2 separate regions of the Bos taurus genome follow, and region 2 is linked to region 1. A link is a contact called in public Hi-C data. All regions are on one chromosome and are shown on one strand. Each heading gives the region's core, a stretch centred on a gene start, on an enhancer-like site or on the middle of the called end of the contact. The rest is flanking DNA. Distances are from core to core; before and after follow the strand shown. Region 1 overlaps SOX6 (SRY-box transcription factor 6). Region 2 has its middle 310 kb from the start of TRNAW-CCA.

Region 1 (4,833 bases), core at 878-3,377:
CCCCAGGAGTGATCTGTTCCCCAGAATTAACAGTAGGAACATCCCATTTAGGGAATGTATTTCCCCTCCTTCTCCCTCCCTATTGTTTTCTTTCATTCTCTGGATGTATCATGACAATTTGCCTCTGTCATTGCTCTTAGGCTGTCATGCGGCTTCTTGCATCCTGAGGACTTTGCAAAGAACTCTCTAGATGTGCCAGATGGGACAGGCAGCTCAGTGAAGAGGTGCCAGCCCGTGACAGCATCCCTGTGGACTCCTACATGGCCCGCAGCTTTGGGCTTTAGGATTGGCCGCAGGACTCTTCTGCCTGGCAGTCACCACTGTTGACCCTTGCTGCTAAATGGCATTCAGGGGAAATGCCACCGATGCAGATCCTACCACTTGTTGCTTAACTGAATTAGGGGAAAATTCTGGCAAAAGATTCAAAGTCATGGTGAACCTCAGGGACATTCCTGTAAGTCTCTACACCTGTATCCAAATACACAGCTCTACAGCCATATCTACACCGATGTTCAAAAACAACTATATAGGTATTTAGTAGTATCTTGTTTCAGAAATGCTTCCAGATGTTCTGGGGACATAAAATCACTATGTACATCTTTTGTATCTAGCAGGAGAAGGAGGTGAAAAGGGTTGAAAAGTTCTTTGGGGAAGGAGGGTGAGAAAAAAGAATTATTAAATTAATGCCACCAACGATTTTTTTTTTAAATAAATAGTAAGTGGACCCTTGACATTCTGGAATGAATAAATTATTTAAGAGAAAAATGTGTTAAGACTGAATGTCAGGGTTAAAGGCAAAGGGATAATGGATGTAGTGAGAGGTGGTCTCAGGCAGAGAAGACCACCGTGTCGGTATCTGGTGTGGTGACCGCTCCAGTGTGTGCACGTCATACCACGTCACACTGAGGGCACGTCAAGAGGCAAACACGACTGGGTCCATGCACTGCGGCAACCTTGTTCATGCCTTACAATATCTCGTCTCCAGATTCCTGAGTACTTTACCATTGTCTGGAAAAAAAATATGTGTGGTTTGCTATTTTATTTTAAGATGCCAAAGATTGTCTAAGACTTTGCAGTGTCTCCTTTAAGACTTTTAAAATATTAAGATTCAAAAGTTATGAAAAAGTTTGGCACATTCAAAGTTTAACTCTCCACGTGGAAAAATGGAATTCCGAGGCCTTTTGAATATGCTCTGCATGCAGCTGCACACGCCGTGGACTTGTTCTGTTTCACAATATGAAATTCTCAGTTGTTTTCTAAAATAATTCAGAATAAAAACACATTCACAACCTGTAGGCCGGCACAGCATACCTGAGTGAGAATGTTTAACCCCATCTAAAACAGTAACTTAAACCTTTATCAACATCCAAAAGAAAAAAGTAAGACAAAAATATAAGACTTGTAAGACAGCTATGGGTTGAGATAAGTTTTCAAGTCCTGGTGTCTCATATTTAATATGTCTTCACCTAAATTAAAAAACAACAACAACAATAACAATAACGACAAAAAAACTCAAGTTCATGAAAAATCAGGGAAAACTTAATCTGTCTCACGCTTTACGAAACAATTAAGACCATTCTGCTGATGTAATTGTGGAGCCACAAATGCATGCGGGCTCTTTAAGAATTTTTTTTGTTGGGGGAGGGGAGGTGAAATGTCAGAGTATTTTAATTCAGCAAACAAACACTTCTCAGTTGGCACTGACAGCTTCCGGGGCTTCATTTTCACTGCTATAGTCTGATTTGGGGTCGTCTTCATAGTCATCATACATTTCCATTTCATCCTCTCCATTAATCATTTCATTTCCAGCTAGGCTTCCGCCGTCTGTCTTCATACCATAAGAGCTCTGGATGACCGGGAGGCTGGGCTCTGGGCTGGCCGAGGTGCTAGAGCAGTCAGATGTCATCTGAGGTGACGGTGTGGTAGTTGCCATAGTAATAGCACCAGGATACACAACACCTGTTCCTGTGGTGATTGGAATCTGAGGCTGCTGCCTGTATAGATTCGAAAACAATAAAATAAAACAGAGGGAAATATCTATATACACATGTTCTTCTGGGTGGCTTTGGAATTCATCCCTCACACAGTCTCAGAGGGGAGTCTGTTTGAAATTCTAAGCAAATGATGAAATAGGACAAAGGTGTGTCCTGGAGGAGTTCTGCAAACCTCACTGATGATGTGGTTGAGGTTAAGCAATACAATGGAGCAACTTATTGATGGTTTTGCAACATGGAAGCAAAGCTTTGATAACCCTTGGCATTTGGAACAAATACTGTAGCTAACTCCACAAAGTTACTTGTGAGATCATTTTTTTAGGGTCTCCTAGAACATTACAAAAAAAAAAAAAAGGCTGGTAACATGAGACATACTTTAATGACACTGTTAAGCAGGTTTATGTCTTCACCTTGGTTTGAGAGCTGTATAAAGAAAGAATCAAGATGAGGAAGGATCCTATACATCCCAGAGTCAGATTCAGTAAAGCATGTATTTGGTATTCATGTAAATGTCTACTTATTTCTGTGGTTAAACCTGTAGGGAAGCTCGTTGAAACTTCTATTTCCTAATTATGGAAGGATCATCTTGGGTGTCATTACTCCTGTGGCCCTGGGCTGGAGCCAGGGTTGAAGGAGTCAGGAGTGAAGAACATTGAGAGCTTTGCTACTTAACAGAACAACACAGGTTGCCTCATCCTACATCCTAGTGGGTGCCAAGGCTTGGTCACACCAGATCAGTCTGTCATCATGTCACTCTAGTTCAAATAAACTTACCAGAGCCTTTACAAAGGTCAGTCTCTCCCTCTGCAGGGAGACATGGCTATCTGTCTCTCATTTCCCTTGAGGCATTGTAACTTGAAATATTGAAAGAATGAAAGACCTACTACCTAGCTCGAAGAATAGGACTGAAACAATATTCATTCATAGATGCAAAATTCACCAAGTGTTTCTCAATCTTTAGGGACATTAATATAAATTCACTTCAAACTGCCCTTGTAACTCTTTTCTGAGCCTCAGTTTCCATCCATTTACAAAAGCTGGGATCAGTGAAGTCCTGGAAGGTCCTTCCACCTTTTAATACTTGACTTCAGGTCAGTCGATCACTTGAACAATTCTTATTGAATGTTGAATAAGAATTCAACGTTCAATGAGAACGTTGAATTGTAGACTGAACGTTTGTTTCAATCCTACATTGAAACTTTCTATCCACCTCAATCTAAGAGGAAAATACTCTGAATTTGTGAATAATTAACTAAGTTACCAGCTATTTTTTGAACGTCCTGAAGGAGTATAATTTCTCAAGGGTTGTATGCTTTCCAGCCTGGTAGAAGGAGAAATGACAGAAATGGCCTAAAATCACACTGTGGCGTATCCGATAGTGCTATCTTTAACAACCTCTGTCAAACACTATGAGGCATAATATTGATGCCTTAACCTTTAACTAACATAAAATATTTTCATATAGATTATCTCATCCAGTTAAAATTGTAACTCCATGAGGTATTATTATGCCCAGTTTTCAGATGAAGAAAACGAGACCTTGCTTAAGATCCTATATTTAGTAATCAGCACTGCTGAGATTTGAAGCTAGATCACCTGACTTGAATTCCATCATTCTTTCCTCTAAAGATATTCAGTATACAGACACATTCTGCTTACTATATTCCATAAAAATTCCTGAGCTTGCAGAGCCTGTAGGCATCCAGTTGATACTAAGCCCCCGACATTGATCCATTTTCTATGTTGCTGGCAGTGATATTTTGACTGTACCAAAGAAGAGGATAGAGAAATCTAAATCCATGTGTAGAAACATCTGATAAAATACTGGCTTCCCTTTCATAGAACCAAATTCTAACAACAGTATACTTCTTGCTTCCTAAGTTTGGGGCGAACTGACACAATTAAATTTTATGCTAACCTACCCAAAGCAATAAATGCCTCATTGATTTTTTTTTTTAAACTGAGTTTGGATAATTGCAATAAAAAATATTTTTGCCTTAATCACATAATGAGTGTAGAGTGAAAACTTTTACTGCAATATTAACCCATTTTACAGATTTCCCAATTTGGTAAATGAATCTATATTTGTTTGCTCTTAGTGTTCCATTACCAAAATATAGAACTAGTTTGTTTCATTTGCAAACTATCAAATGGTACATTTTCTTTTCATGAAGGACATTTTCTTTTTGCAAAGAATAGGTGGTCATTTTTTTGCAGTATTTTAAAATCAAAATATCTATATAGCTATTAAATAAATTTGAATTGACCTCTTATTATGTGCTATGGATAATGCTTAGATGTTTTTACATTATCTTCTTTAATCCTCACAATAAGCCTGAGAGAGAAATATCACTTCCCCTATTTTACAAATGAAGTAACCAATTAAGTTCCAAAGATTTTTTGTTGTTGTCCAAAGTGACACAGGTACCATATCCAGGAGTTGAATTCTTTCTTATTTCACAAATTCTCTACTAGATATCAAGATTAGGGTGAGAAAGGTAAGCTCAGACTATCAGGAAAATACTTAATCTGAATCAGAATCCAACTCTTCTACACTGAGTTGCACATATTTAAAAGTATTTGGACATTAACTTGGTGATGGAACACTGAGAACGAACAAACAAAACATCTTTCTGAAAGTGAGACAGGAGATATTCAGAAGCCTGCTACTAGGTGGTAGAGGGATAGTAGATGGCGTCACCCACTGCCTACAACCCCGATCGACTTCCTGTCTGGTCAATTCCCCTTCATTCCTTGACGATGGAAATGCATATAAAACTTCTTATCTGATTTGTATGTTAAAAAAACCATCTCAACCTTAAAGGTGCAATACTGAACT
Region 2 (4,730 bases), core at 1,771-4,270, 63 kb before region 1:
CCATTCCCCATCAGTAGGCCAACCACAGGGCCTTCTGCAGGCCCCCAGACCATCAAGAGACTAACTCAGCGTCTCGCTTCATGGGCTCTAGGTCACCCCAGTGGGGGGCCCACCTGCCCACTGCTAACTAACCCCCTCCATGGCGGCCTCTTCTGGGGCTCCTCTTGGTGGAAGCTTCCTTCCTCCCAGATTGTACAGCTTGCCCTCAAGAGAGCTAGTGCCCAAGGTTCCCAGGGGCAGCTCCGGGCTGAGAAGAAGCCGGCTAGGTAGCGGCACCTGGTTCTAGGGGCCTCAGGCCTGCCCACCACCTCAGGCCCACTGCCTGGCCAGGGATCCTGAGAGAGGAGGACGCAGGGCGGAAGGGAAGGGGAGCCAGCAGAGGGCGGCCCTGCCCATGCAGGAGAGCCTGTCCCTGGGGAGTGTCTCTCCCTTTGGTGATTGTTTCCCAGGCTCCCTGGAGCCAGAGGAGGATGGAATGTTCTTATCGCTTCCCAGAGGGACGGCTTTCTTCTTCCTTCACAAAAATGTTAAGCTTCATAATCCGATAGGAAACCTGGACAGGCTGCAGCTGGCGGCCTGGGTCCTAGTTCTGGGAACCATGGGGAGGGGAAGAGAGATGGGAGCGAGGAGGAGAGGTGGAGAAAAGAGCCCTACTGAGCGAGACCAGAGGAGGGGGACCAGGGGCGTGTGCAGGGGACCTGAAGATCCTCCCCCAACAAGAGGGAAATCTTGGGGATCCACCTCAGACCCCAAGACTGTGAGAGATGCCTTTCACCCTAGCCCACCACAGCCCTGAATTATGAAGAGGAGGGGTCCCCAGGGCAGAGCCTTGCCACCTCCAGGTCGCTGGCCTGTTCGCACACGTGCACAGAGTAGCTTCCCTCTGCACTGGGCAAGTAGTCACATCCCTGTGGGAAGCTAGGTCGGGAAAAGTCTCTCCTCAGAGAGCTGCAGTCACAGGTCAGAGGCCTTCAGAGGAGGGGACAGGACAGCAGGGTGAGGTGACCTCAGCAGGGCCAACCTCCTCAGAAGGCCCAAGTTCTGTGAGGCTAGGATTGTGGTTTCCTAGGAACTGCTCTACCTCCTGAAATGGGACAGGTTGGGGAGATGCCCTGAGACTCAGAAATACAGTTAGAGCTGATGAAGATTATCCTTCATTCATTCATTCATTCTGCAGATGTTCAGTGACTGCTGAGTAGAAAACTGGGTGCTAATCAGTGAGCAGTTGCTACTGGTCTGCTTCTGTTCTGCCCCAGGGCCCCGTGAAACATCCCAGTCTGACTTCTGGAGCTATGAATGCCCTAGGGGACCACAGGGTCTGGGAGGTCAGCATGCCTAGCCATTTCCTCCTCTGGATCTCCAGGGAGAAGCAGCTCCCCCGACCCCTAGGCAGTCTGGTCAGGGGAGAAGGCGTGCCAGGGGGGACCCAGGCCAGACCCCTCAGAGCCTGGGTACCCTCTCCCCACTTCACCTCCTTCCATAGGGGGTGACAGTGGACATGATCCCTGGGCCCTCTGGCTACCAGATCCCAGGAAAAACTGTGCTAAAAACACAATCGCTGCTCAGGCCCGGCTTCGTACTGTGCCTGACCAGTCAGCCTGAGGCTGAGTATCCAGTAGACAGTCTTCCTAGTTCTCTCTGCCTCTGGTATGAAGCAAGGCAGAGTCTCCTGTCAACTGACTTTTTAAAATCAATACCATATTGGGATCTCTTTCCATTTGCACACTCATTTCAACCTTAGCTCTACATATAAGTATATTTATATATGTAGATTTAAAAAACCTTTTAATAATGGTTATCTCTACGTTCCGTATAAGAAGACTCTCCAGTTTCTAGCATACAGATTTATATATGTGTGTATATATATATATATATATATATATATATATATGACTTTATATATATATATGACATTTATATATATATGACTTTTTATAAAGTGTGCATTACTTTTACAATAGAAAAACAACAAGGACATTCCTATTCTGAAATTTAAAATACACTACTACATTGTCTTAAAAAACAACACATTAGTTTGTGTGGTGGAACAGTGAAATAACTGAGGGGAAAGATTATGTCACCGGGGGGTTCTGGAGGGGTGTGTGTTCTGATGTGTTCAGTTCCATGCCAGGTCCCCAGACATGTCCCATGCCATACCCCCATTCTCCCAACCCCAGCCATGCCACCAGACCCAGAGCAACTCATGCTAAGCCAGAACACCAACTCTCCTTATGTGAGCCAGTGAGGGAAGGGTCCACCCTGGACACAGGGCACTGTAGAGGGGTCAAAGGCAAGCTAACAGGGTGCATAGCCCTTCTCCATGGAAGATCAGATTAAGCTATCCTCGGGAGAGATGAATGTTCACCCAGGCCAGGTACGTGTGCTGTAGGTGCCATCTGGGGAGGGAGCCAGCTGCAGCTCAGCTACTCCGGGGGCACATCAGACAGACCCTGTGGCCATCCCTGAGCTGCCGGATGGGAGCTGGGGCCAAACGTCTTCCCCAGGGACAGGAGCAGTTTCCGGGGTAAAGAGGCAGGGACACCACCCAACTGCAGGTTCTGGCAGAGGAGCTGTGTGAAAACGAGGGAGAGCCGAAGCGTCTGTGGATCCCAGGCTTACTGTCCCCGCGCTTGGGAAGGAAAAAAAGGAAAGAGACAAGAAAGAAAAACCCTCCATTCTACTCTTTTGAGCTGGGCTCCGCACATCTCTGCAGTAGTCATTTGCCACCTTTGAACACATCTATGTGTTGGTGGAATTCCCCACTCCAAGTCCAGGTCAGAGACCACCTTCATATGGAAGCCAGATCCTCCCCACCCCACCTCCACTTTCCCATCCTCCTTGCAGCCAGAGTTCAAGCCCGTGACCTCACTCTGTTGACCGGACTCACCCACAGCAAACTTTGAACCTTTGAATCGAAAGAAAATGATGCAACAAAGCAGATGCTGCCTGGAGCCCATTCCAGCTAGGGTGCAACAGCCACCGCACCCAGCTTCTAGGGGAGCTGGGCGGAGGTTCTGGGACATTACGGGCGCTGGCGGTGACACAGTGCCGGCGGCAGAGGCAGCACCCTGAAGTGACCAGACCAGTTGGTTCTGAGAAGCCATCTGGGTGTTGTTCCTGCCTTGGGGGGGGCGGCCCTCCAGGTTAGGAGCTCTGGCCCAGATTCTGCAAATTTCCCAACACGCTTTAAGACATCTCCATTTTACCCAAATATAAGCCAGAGTCGGTGCCTGTGTTTGCAAGATGGAAGCCAGGCCTGACTCGGAAGCCTGTGTGTTATTTCACTCTGAACCTGTTTGCAGGGAAGGAACGGAGACGCAGATGTAGAGAGTGGACTTGTGGACATAGCGGGGGAAGGAGAGGCTGGGACAGATTGAAGAGTAGCATTGACATGTATACACGACCATGTGTAAATAGATAGCCAGTGGGAAGCTGCTGCATAACCCAGGGAGCCCAACCCGGTGCTCTGTGACAACCTACAGGGGTGGGATGCAGGGAGGGGAGGGAGGCTCAAGAGAGACAGGGATATACATGTAATTATGATCGATTCACGTTGTTGTACGGCAGAAACCAACACAACATTGTAAAGCAATTTGAAAGTGAAAGTCACTCAGTTGTGTCTGACTCTTTGCGACCCCATGGACTGCACAGTCCATGGAATTCTCTAGGCCAGAATACTGGAGTGGGTAGCCTTTTCCTTCTCCAGGGGATCTTCCCAACCCAGGGACTGAACCCAGGTCTCCTGCATTGCAGGTGGATTCTTTACCAGATGAGCCACAAGGGAAGCCTGTAGACCAATTTACCTCCAATTAAAAAAAAAAAGTCTATGTGTGTGTGGTCCGAGGAGGGACAGGAAGGCAGGAGTTTCTCAAAAAGGGACAGTAACTTCTCTGAGCCGCTGTGGACCATGTCACCCCACACAGACCTTGTGATGCTGATTATCAGCATTAGCAGAGTAGACATCTCTCCCCACCCCCACCCCACCCCCTCCACAAGAAACAATAAATTTCCAAGTTGCATCTGCAGGATGACTCAGAAGCCCCAGTTTCCACAGGTACAGAGGAAGCCAACACCCACTTCCCCACAGAGCCTTTCACAGGTCTGAGGGTCTCTCAGTGCTGCCTGCCTTGTCCCACAGTCCCCAGGGGGCGCACTCAGAGTGAACCCCTAAGACCAGCTCCTGAACCCCAGGCACAGGAGTCCCAGAGCGCTCAGTGCGGATGGGGTCCCTGCAGCTAGGCAAGACAAGATGGCTGGCCATCATGGGGTGGCAGAGAGGAGAGTCCTGACACCCCAGGGCTATGGGAAGTAGGCACTAGCTGGGAGGCAGTATGAAAAGACTTTTCTATAATCAGAGTGCTCTGGCCTGCCAAAGCTTCTCGTCTTGCAGCATCCACATCTCTGCGTCCCTCCCCAGATGTCAGAGTCTGAGACACTCACTGCCTCCTTTGGCCAGAACCCCTACTCCCCACACACACCCCTTCCCTTAACGCCTTCTCCTGATAGAATGTCCACATGTGAGTGTCTGTTTCAAGGGGGCTAATGGACAAATGACACACACACACACATGTGTCTGCGCATGTGTATGAGTGAGCCCACCCATGCTGGAGAAGTACAAGCCCTATCTCTCTGGAGGCTGCCCGGGCCCTGAGATGCTATCAGCAGCTCCTCACTCTTGCTCCACTGAAGCCAACGTAAATAGAGCCACAGAGCCGCCCCCAGGCTGGGCC

Evidence for each region. Hi-C and Micro-C count contacts between places; a contact is called where the count stands out from the background.
Region 2: a contact with region 1 is called in a Hi-C map of liver, with 2.7 times the contacts expected there. The contact joins two enhancer-like sites. A contact is called at or near these places in 2 of 11 Hi-C or Micro-C datasets (liver and skeletal muscle).

The regions. Positions count from the first base shown.
Region 1 is chr15:36,538,880-36,543,712 of ARS-UCD2.0, reverse strand. SOX6 (SRY-box transcription factor 6) reads right to left here. Exons shown (of 16, transcript NM_001191418.1): 16 at 1,412-1,994. The coding sequence ends at 1,691. Among named protein-coding and RNA genes, the nearest start is that of TRNAC-ACA, 270 kb to the right of the region's middle. Within about 2 kb of position 2,127, at least 8 of the 102 cell types and tissues checked have an H3K27ac peak or open chromatin away from gene starts, as enhancers often do. A contact at or near this core is called in liver, where this site is marked.
Region 2 is chr15:36,603,306-36,608,035 of ARS-UCD2.0, reverse strand. No RefSeq gene overlaps it. Among named protein-coding and RNA genes, the nearest start is that of TRNAW-CCA, 310 kb to the left of the region's middle. Within about 2 kb of position 3,020, at least 6 of the 102 cell types and tissues checked have an H3K27ac peak or open chromatin away from gene starts, as enhancers often do. A contact at or near this core is called in liver, where this site is marked.